3 separate regions of the Zea mays genome follow, and regions 2 and 3 are each linked to region 1. A link is a contact called in public Hi-C data. All regions are on one chromosome and are shown on one strand. The core of a region is the stretch at or near the end of the contact, and the rest is flanking DNA. Distances in the headings are between cores, read along the strand shown. Region 1 holds the start of LOC103652847 (Protein kinase superfamily protein). Region 2 holds the start of IDI2 (Methylthioribose-1-phosphate isomerase). Region 3 holds the start of LOC100194202 (Cysteine proteinases superfamily protein).

What was found. Hi-C and Micro-C count contacts between places; a contact is called where the count stands out from the background.
Region 2: a Hi-C map of leaf shows a contact between it and region 1, with 2.3 times the contacts expected there. The contact joins the promoter of IDI2 here to the promoter of LOC103652847 in region 1. A contact is called at or near these places in 3 of 25 Hi-C or Micro-C datasets (ear and leaf).
Region 3: a Hi-C map of ear shows a contact between it and region 1, with 1.5 times the contacts expected there. The contact joins the promoter of LOC100194202 here to the promoter of LOC103652847 in region 1. A contact is called at or near these places in 2 of 25 Hi-C or Micro-C datasets (ear and tassel).

Annotation. Positions count from the first base shown.
Region 1 is chr4:13,992,416-13,995,978 of Zm-B73-REFERENCE-NAM-5.0, reverse strand. It overlaps LOC103652847 (Protein kinase superfamily protein), which reads right to left and starts at 1,703. Exons shown (of 15, transcript XM_008679829.4): 1 at 1,290-1,703; 2 at 376-713; 3 at 84-290. The coding sequence starts at 690.
Region 2 is chr4:13,840,077-13,843,578 of Zm-B73-REFERENCE-NAM-5.0, reverse strand. IDI2 (Methylthioribose-1-phosphate isomerase) reads left to right here and starts at 2,015. Exons shown (of 9, transcript NM_001111805.2): 1 at 2,015-2,223; 2 at 2,346-2,401. The coding sequence starts at 2,158. LOC118476879 reads right to left here and starts at 1,002. Exons shown (of 2, transcript XM_035967195.1): 1 at 584-1,002; 2 at 194-491. The coding sequence starts at 988. The coding sequence ends at 369.
Region 3 is chr4:14,185,382-14,188,833 of Zm-B73-REFERENCE-NAM-5.0, reverse strand. It overlaps LOC100194202 (Cysteine proteinases superfamily protein), which reads right to left and starts at 1,781. Exons shown (of 9, transcript NM_001139247.2): 1 at 1,582-1,781. The coding sequence starts at 1,645.

The DNA.
Region 1 (3,563 bases), core at 454-2,953:
TAGGACAATTGTAAAGAAAGGATCAATAAATTTGTATTGCACAATCAGATGTATGCTTCATAATCAAGATTAAATGTTATGACCTGTCCTGCTTTTATGAAAGATGGGCCCAGATCACATAAAAGATTACGGAGCTGCCGGGCACGATATGGAACAATTTCTTCATCCTGTCCAACCAAAAAGTCATACACAAGAGATGACCAGTAAAATCCAAGTTTCCAAATTATCTCCACTCCCCGGCTCGCAAGGGACAGTATGGAACCTCTTGAATCCAATACTTTTTTCCTGACCTAGCAATTGTAGAAATGAACACAATTAACAACAATTTTTAGCAAAACCAATTCTATAAACATAAAAGAATGCAGATTGCAGTACCATTTCAGGAGTGTACTTTCGGAACGGAATACAGACACCACGTTCAATATCAAGTTGCTCCATTGCACTGCTGGGTTTGTCGCTGGATATACTTTTGATAACTGTGCTGTTCGTCCGTGGAAGTTGGGTTATGTTTTGAGGTGAAATTGGAGCACTGGTTGATGCGGCATTCATGACATAGAGTGTTGACCGCCTTCTCCTTTGGGGTGCTGAGAAACTTGAATTTGCAGATCTATGGTATGCCACTCGTCGAGTGGTCGTTATTGAGTGAGGCCACTGTGCTGAAGTACATATAAAAGCTGTACAGTGCTCCATTTTTTAGCCTCAAACGCTGATACCTGGATAAGATGGCAACCTCCATCATCAAGCTTTCATCCGAACAATATGGAGCACTATTACAACAGTATTTCTAAATTTTAGATTGAAAAAGAAAAAGAGAAAGAGTTCTATTGACCTGCTCCCTACTGTAAGCAATGTAGCATAGGAATTGAAGATTGATTATGGAGACGCAAGAGTACAAGCACATATATATAGGCAAGGATTGTGCTAGGGTTTGGCTAATAGAATCAGGGCCAACCACGGCCGCCCGTTCCAGGGCGTCACGGGCACGAGCGGCGGCGGTGTCGCGCTCCTGGACTGCGGCGTTTGCTTCATGTTCGGCCTCGGCGGCGCCGAGGCGCGGGCAAGAGAGGCGTAGCGTGCGGCCTTGTGGCGCGGGCACGGTCGTCCAGAGCAGCGCGCCTGGCAACCACCTCTTTGGCGGCGGCGGCAGCGGCCAGCGGCGGTAGGAGAGGGAGGATACTACCGACCATTAGAAGTGGACGTAGCGTGAGGGGTTCACGCGTGGGGAAGCAAACCAACGATGGCGAAGGTACGGCTGATGAAGGGAACCGAGCAGCCGAAGGAACTCTCACCTGGCTGACTACAGAACCAGCGGCGGACGACCCCGCCCCTCCCCTGTCCTCCAACGAATTTGTTGGGAGCAAGCTGAACGAATCGTCCTCACTCCTCAGTGCGGACTGCCGAGTCGCCGGCAGGGGCTCGCTGCGCGCTCTCACTTTCTTGGTTTGGGCGGGGGGAAGGAAAGGCCGTTTTTTTTTTCGTTTTCCTTTCTCGGCTCTCTCCCTCTTGTCTTGTGTGGTCTCTGCACTCCGGAGCGGAGGGGCGGCGGAACACGCGTTGCTCACTTGCTCACGTAGCCATGGCCACCAGCCAGTAGCCACCACGGCGGAGAGGAGTGCGAGTAAATGCTGGCCACTCGGAGTAACGGCGTGGCCACGTCACGCGTGCTAGGGGAAACCGTGCTCTATCCAAAACTTGTACGGTGCTGACCACCTAATCGCTTCGACCACGGAGAGTTTGGCCAGATGTGGAGAGGAAAGGAAGGGTTGCAGGAAAAAGGTGAAAATGGATCGGTATCTTGTGGAGCAGAAATCGTGTACAATGTTAAGGAAGGACATACGCTAGGCAGTCATCAAGACATATTCAAAAATCTGAACATAATAACCAGGAACACCACCTCTTAAGCTATGTCTAGTAGTTTATTTATACTCATATCTATATTCAAATCTCATTCTGTGAACAGTACAGTCTACGGTGGTGCAAAATAGTGTTTTGGATAATCATATGAGTGAACTGTTGGACATGGTCTTATATCCGAAGACGCTCCCAGCAGTCCCAAACCTCGACCAGAAGAGGTGTATAACGCTATATAACTTGACATTAAGGTAATCGAAAGGAATAGCTACAACTAAGACTCCGGTTTCCATCCCCTAAACTTGACTATTCACTTTTAGTTTATATTCACTTTTACTCCTTAAACTGTCAAATAGGATGATTAAAAGTGACCTAATAAAATTTAGTCCTTTAGTCAAAAAGGAGTAACTAAAATGATTAAACTTTCATTTTTACGGAATTTATCCCTCGTCTGATCCCACTACCACTCTTAAAACTGGACTTATTGCATTAATAGGAGTAATCTTGTCTTTATACATATAATTAATGCTCTTTAATCAGTTTTAGACCATAGAACCAAACAAGGTATTTTAGAGACTAAAATTTACTTCCCAAAGTTTAGAAGGGCAACTAAAAGAATCGAACAAGGCCTAAGCCTTCTAAAGAGTCACAAAGAGACTCGAACCCATCGTACCTCAGAGTGCTCTAAGGCTCTCTCCAACCATTCCCCTTATACATCTCCTCTTATCTATACTTTTTAATATATTTTACTATCTCCTCTTAAAATATTCCTTCTATATATAGTCTGTCTCCAACCATTCTCCCCTAAACAGCTTCCCTTTACACTACTCAGTTAATTAAAATATATTTATCATTTTTAATTAAAAAACTATACAATATTTGTACTACCTAATACACATTATTATGAAGTTATGGGGCTTAAATATGATTAATACTAGTGTGATTAAACATAAGGAGAGCATAGTACTCCTGTATATATAGAAGGAGATTTTATCTCCCCTTACATATAGGGAACACGTATAGTTGGAGGCATTCAATGCCCCTATGTTCGGCCTAGGGAAGGATGCTATGAGCCCTTGGAGTTAGCCTAAGGAGTAAGGACCAAGTGCACATAGTGCCTCAAGACAATCTAGAGAGGAATAATCTAAGTCGTGGAGGATCCTTGTGCCTCGGGCAATGATCAATGATCTAGGCCCTTAGGGCACTCGGGTCCCTCATGCCATGGGACATTCATAAGTGTAAGTCCCTAGGTCCCTCATACCCCTGGCGCTCATATGCCTAAATTCTCGAGGCCATCGTGTCCCGTGGTGTTATGATGCATAGGTGTATAGACAGTTCAAACCTCGAAGCACTAAACAACACTTAAACGCTAGGAGCCTCCTATTGCCCTAAGGTCCTTGAGGTCACCAGCCTCGGATTGCAAGATCCCTTGGGCCCAAACCTTTCTGGTCCCGAAACCTAGTAGGAAACAATCGAGTCAACATGAGTAAGTGAAACTATAAGTGCAATTAAGCGCTAATTATATGTTTTAGTGATAATGACCATGCAATTAGATAACTGATGAGATTTATCAAATTGACAAGTAGGTTAAATGAAAAAGAGGATAATACATGATGATGGAGCCCCTGATTACTAAAGGACGTGTGAAAGTTGCCTAGATTGGGTGAATAGGTGAAACCTAAAATTTAATTACTCCAAACAAAACTTGATCC
Region 2 (3,502 bases), core at 766-3,265, 150 kb after region 1:
TAAGGGACGAAAATGGTGTTAGCTCCATGACACAGGAGAAACCAGGGGATACTGCAGCATCGAGCAAAGTCAGCAAGGGCTGGACGACGACAAGAGCCATCAGAAGAACGAAGACTGACGACGCAGAGTGAGGCATGTCATCGTCCGCTTGATGATCCGAGTGGGCTGTGTAATAGATGATGGGTTGAGCATCTTACGCGAAAATGATATAGGCATCCCTAGGAATAGTAAGGCTTATGGAATAACCGAATACACTATCAGTATCGCGTTTATCTTCTCTCTGCTGCTCCTTTCCCCTTCCTTGCGACTCCGACTGCGATCGATCACTCCCTATGCGACGGCGTGGCTAACAGCATGACGACCGGATTTCACTTCTTCTCCCTCACCTTATCTTCTCTCGTGGCCTCCCGGGATGCAGGTTGTTGCGGACCAGGCGACCGCGCCCTCCACGTCCGCCGTACCGACTCCTCCCGCGCTTCCTCGCCACGCCGCTGCACCTTGAGGCGAATGGAGGTGACAGTCAACAGACGGAGGTGGAGGGAGAATGGAGAAGGGCATGTCCGGGCGGTGTAGGACAACCCACATCAGTGACCAGATGGCGACGGGACCCGGTGATGAGGTGGCGGAGGTGGAGCGGCGGTGGCTGGAGACAGCGGGACCCGACGGTGGCGAGGCAGAGGCGTGCTGCTCTGGTCGACGGCGGAAGGCGTCGGGACCCAGAGGCGAGGAGGAAGACTGGAAGAGGTGGAGGCTGGCGAGAACCGAAGGGGAGGTAGCTGGGGCGCTGGCCGTGGGAGGGAGGGAGACCGGAGGTGATAAGGATGAAGTAAATGAGCCGCCTGGATGTCGGGTTCAATTTCGATGAAACACAAGGCCTTTTTTTGCTAATCGCCGAGGCTCCGATGACCGAGATTTGTTGGTGACGAGGCGCGATGACGGGCAGGAAACAAACCCATGATTCGTATATATAAGAGATATAAGATCCCATTTGTTTCTTTTCATTTTAAGGAATTGGAATCTTACTAATGGAATAGACTATTTTTTTAGAATATGATATTCCACTATTTTTCAAAGTTATCATATAAGCCTATCTCAAATTCATGATGTGAGAGATGAAGATTGATTCTATAGATTTACATGCTATTTTTCCGATACACAACTTACACTCTTTTACTTACTTCGTTATAACATAAATGTAATATATAATTATCCCTCTCATATAATTTAGAATAATATAGAAATATATTACATATATATATAAACTTAATTAGTTTGGTCTAAATTATAATTATTAAAATAAAATTTAATTCCAAGGATAACGGGGCCTAAGAGATTTCACGTGCTCACTTATGCAGGGCAGATAAACAAATGCAAGCCGATTTCTTCACTGTGATGGCTCAAGTGATCAAAGAAAGATTCCTCTCTCCACTACCTTTTGGATCCGTTCGCATTTTGCACATCGGCCATCTAAATACTCACATATTGAACGCGTGGAATAGCATGACTCATGCTGCCGCCTCTGTTTGCACGGCATGAATTTTCCCTTCATTCACAAACTCGAAGCCATTTCTATTAACTATGATCTCGTAGAAAGTCAAACAACCTGCTCTTCCCTACCGCCTCCGTTTGCACGTCATCTACAGACTACTTTATACTCTCTTTAATTTTCTTATTTGATGTTTGTAATTGTAAATTTGTACTGTTCAGCTTTAAATAATAAATGGAGATACTAATTCGTATGATGTTTCCGTTGCATGATGTATATATATTTATTTTCCTCTAAAACATTCCAAACTCCATGTTTCTCCTGTACAAAGAAATTCCATCATTTTGAAAAAAAAGGAATTCGATTTTTATTCGTTCTAGCAAATTTATCATGCAACACGTCACACTCACACCGACCCTGTTCAGTTCCGTCAACTTCCCCTGAGCACGCGCAAATAAAATTTGACCGAGGGCCTTAACGCAAAGTGGCGGGACATTCTTCTTCGCCCAGCCTAGCCACGTCCATCCCGAGGCAAACGAACAAAGCCACAGCGCACCTCACTTATTACGAACCCCCTCTGTGCCACTGCCCACTGCCACCTGAAATCCCCGCGAACCTATACTTTTCCTTCCCCCGATCCAGGCGGTTCTCTTCCCAGAAGCCAGCCCAGAATGGCGGCATCCGACGCGCTGCAGTCCATCGTTTACAGCCGTGGGTCGCTCCGCCTCCTCGATCAGGTGCGCCTTTTCCTTTCCCTTGTGGTGTGAAGTGGGTATGTGTTGTTTTTGTGGGTTTGATTCCAAGAAAATAGGAGTTCTTGATGGGGTTTTCACTCTGAGTTAGTTTCAATTCGACGCAGAGGAAGCTGCCGCTCGAGATGGAGTACATCGACGTCAAGAGTTCCGCCGATGGCTGGTGAGACGGAGATTCTCTCTTCTCGATTCATCTCTTCGTCCTTGACTGTCATGCGTGCGTGGAGGCGGAGCTCCTCCTACGATAGCGTGCCAGCGTGGGGCAGCTGCCTCAACTATCGCCGGAGCAGAGAACCCACGGGCCACTGCCCCACCCCACCCCACCCCTCTCTTTTCCCCAGCCACCGGTGGCTGCGGCGGCAGCCTAGGCGGCGTTGTCGAGCTGCCGACAGAGGAGGGAGGACTGGACCAGAAAGGTGAAGGCTGTGCCGTGTGTCGATGAGTAGGCCCAGATCCCAATACAAGGTAGCCCAACGGATCAAAGAAAAAGGCCCGTTTAATTTCTCCCTCGATCACCTGGCTCTCTCTGGACGGCTCGGCCCACTGGGCCGTCGTTTTGAGCGTTGCGCCGCGAGCGTCGCCGCTCCAATCCCAGGCGTCTGACACCGCCACTGCTCGTCAGCCGCTATGGCCTAGCGTCCGCAGCCCGGCGTCTAGCTAGCCACAGCGGCATCTTGTGAGTCCACGAGCAGGCCGAATGGCGACATCAATGCCGCAGGCTGCAGCTTGCAGATGATATGGGAGGTGGACTTCTGGCGCTCGGCGCTTTATCTCAGCGTCTTCGCGCTTCTGGTGGAGCAGGAGGCTGGCATGGCATGGGGATGTCGTGTTTGCCTCGTCAAAGCCCAAGACAACTGTCGTGGTTTCCATATAGGTTGTGCCAAAGGATACTCACGCTCGGCGATGCTCTCCCTGTTCGCCGGAGCTCGTGCGGTCGCTCCGGACCACGCGCATTGTGGTAAAATCCAGGGCACTCCCACCAAACTTATTGTCCGCCCCGTGAAGAGCCGAACATCTTTGTAGGTATGTTGTGGCTCCCGTGAACTTTTAGTTATTTGACGAGTGGAAGGGAAAAGGGTAGGGCATGAGAGGAGGGAAGATGGGGGTTTTGGGGTTCTTCTCTACTCAAAAGAATATCTGCACATGTTTGGTGTTGTAATAAATTGTGATAACTAAACCTAGTGGCAGCTACGTGGGGTATTCCAAAAACAATTGTCCCCAAAATAGTAAGAACAAGAGCACCAGTTGAACTAGACATCTTAGA
Region 3 (3,452 bases), core at 532-3,031, 190 kb before region 1:
CCTATATTTGGTCTGCCTTTTTCTAAGGATTTGAACCTTGGTTGGTGTCTCTCTCAATTGGGGAGCTTACCATTACACTAGTCATGTTCACACTAACTGTGAAAACTAGTATCCTCCAATTCACCATTACACCAATTAGGGCCTAATTTAAAAAAACGAATTGAAAGGAGAAAATACAAGGTACATGACCAAATCTTGTAAACTACCATAACAAGATAAAGGGAAACGAACTATAAACTCAAACTAAATGTTTTAACTACTCATATCTGTGAGAGGTCAATGCAGCCTGAGGGCACTTAGTACTTGATGGTCCAATTTGATTATGTGGCTTTTTTTGTTGTGATTTTGGAGACATAAGTGCCATGCTTCCAATATATTTAAATAAATTAAATATTCTAATTCTGAATAAAACAATCAAATTATTCAGATTACAGCCATATGTAAATGAATTGATAAAGAACAAGACCATTTCCAATGTTTGCATACAGGAAACAAAAATACTCAAATTCATATTAACATTCAGCATGGCATGTAGATGAGGAAGTCGGATAAACAAGATAAAACTGAAATTAATCTGATAGTAGATGGAGTCAGATTAACAAGATAAGTATAGCAATGATGAAATTAATCTTATAGTTTGACTGTTTGAGTTCAAATATATTACACTCAAAATTGTGGGTTGCTGCTCTAGACAGACCTCCAACACTGTATGATGTTCAAAGATCCTTGACTAACCTAACAGCTCATGAGATACAAAACAAGGTTTTAGATCATATATTATAGGCCAAAAACAATAAACAGCAATATTAAAAAAAGATGAAAACTGTAACCAAAAATCTGTAACCAAAAATCTGTAACCAAGGCATCGTAATTGTATCGTTTCCGTTAAGACAATATCATTTCCGAAAATTACCATATTTAAAATTTGAATTTTAAGTATCTGTCGACATGGTATTGTGGTCGACAATAAGTAGATTAATTATGCAACCAAGTAAATTTCTACCCGACCAGCAATCGTTTTCGTATAGAAGATACTGTTTCCAGCCTTTTCCACGCTTTCATCCCTTTATTATCAAGATGACGTTACTGTAAACAGGGACAGCAAGAACAGCACTTAATTCGAATAATATTTCAACACAGAGAGGTTTTCAACTAGGCAAATAATATAGCAATGCTGAAATTAACAACAATCTAAAAACCCTATGACTGTCACTTTGTTTCACCACAACGCTACTATCATCGAGTAAAGTAAGTTCGCCTACAAATGTGCAATCACATCCAAGTATACACCTCCGAAGTCCGAACCGCACATACAGCAACAGCCGGAGAGAATGTAGCCCAAAATCTGAGGCAAAATACACCTCTGAACCCTCTCAGTTTCAGCCAATCTGAACCGGTACAGAGCAATAAATCAGGCAACAGACAATCCAAAGCGCAGCGCCCACCAAACCGCAGCTCCACCGTGCCAGCACATCAAGCAGAGCACCCCGAGCGCCACAGCACGTGGCCCGAAACATCAGGCGCAGCACAGCGGAGGGAAAGGGGAGATTTCGGGGGGGACGAGGGGGCGGAACGTCTCACCGTCTTCGGCGTCGCTGTCGAGGTCGATGAGCGCCTGCCCCTTGTCGCGGCGGCAGCGGGGCATAATTGTCCGCTTCCGCCCGCTCGCCGTCGGGGAAATGCCGATCGCCTTCTCTAGGGTTTGGCCCGGCGGATTTGGGGGAGTAGAGGACGGGCGGGAAGGCAAGTAGTGGAGTGCAGGAGGGAGAAGCGGGTTTTGCTTTTTGCTGTTTGCTGTCGTCTTCCTTCCCACACCAGCCTTTTTCTGTGCAAGGACACCTGGAGCGGTGGTGTCGATACGTGGACTGTGGACAAACGCGGTGGTGACGCGATACGTAGACAAAGTGCATGGCGCGCGCCCTGCACGCGGATATTGAAAAGTTGTTATAGATTACAAAAGCTCTATATTATATTCATATTTTTATAGAATAAGTTTCAGATACATTGTAACATATGTTTTAGGAACAATTGGATCTATACCATTAAAAGATCCAAACTTTAGATATATACCATGGACCTCACATGTCATTGACCCATGTGGACCCACATGTAAGTGAGATAGTAATGGTATGGATCCAAAGTGGTGATCTTTTAATGGTATGGATCCAAATTTCCCTATGTTTTATCGGTTTTTTATCATAGTTAGAAACTAAATTTACAACAATACAAGGAGGGGATATTTAGGCTGTCTCCAGCAGCGTCCCCTAAATTTCGTCCCCTAAAGGAATATTCCCTGTACTTTACAGGACACTCTAAAAGATTCTGTCCTCTATATCTTCTGTGTCTCCAGCAACGTTCCCTAAATTCGATCCCCTAAAGCTACAGTGTTAACAGAATTTGTTTTTTCTTTTCTTTTTCTGTTTTCTTTGTTTTGTACCCATTTAATGGTACTTAAAGGATGCTAAAAAATTTGTAATCAATAAAATTTGAAATAATAATCTAAAAACTATGGTTCATTAATAATTTCGAAATGTACAAAACAAATAACATTGCAATTTATGTTCTGTGCAATTATTGTGGAAAAAACGTGACACCATATTTGAATCGTACGAAAAAATGTTTACGAATTCACATGCTTCCACCGTAAGCCACGACACTTCTTGAACAAGCCATTGTCTAGCTTCGGCTGCACGACAAGCGCATGGCTTCTCTCCGAAGCCTATCCCTTCTATAAATAATCACTACTTCAACACTTCACTCACACTTCGCATACACTCATCCACAACAATGGACCGGTTCGTAGATTCCAATATTTTTCTTAGGATGGCACAAGACATGGAAGATGAAGACCATGAGCTCGAGGTTGCGACGTACCAACATCGTAGGCGTCGTGCACTTAACGAGCGTCGGTACGCTGGTTCCATTCCCGGTCGTGTTCGAATCCATCGTGACCATATCAGTGGTGATGCAAGAATCTGAGCCGACTACTTTTGCGCCCATCCGGTTTACACGGATGCACAATTTCGGAGGAGGTATGTTTATTCATACGCACATGTATTAACGTCCATAGTACGTACTTCACAATTGTACTAAAAAAAGTTTGCAATATAGGTTTCGCATGCGTCGCCATGTGTTTGAGCGTCTCGTTCTTGCTGTGCAACAAGTGGATCCGTACTTCGTTCAACGTCCAAACTGTGCCGGTGAGCTAGGCCTATCTGCCCTTCAGAAAGTTGTTGCTGTCGTACGTATCCTTGCATACGGTGTTCCTGCGGATGCCGTTGACGAGTACGTACGAATTGGAGAATCTACAGCACATGAGGCTTTGAAACACTTTTGCACTGCCATACAAACTGCTTTTGGGGGGTACTATCTTAGGAAACCTACTCCTGCTGATATCGCTAGGCTTCTCCATGTTGGAGAATCACGCGGCTTTCCTGGTATGCTTGGTAGTG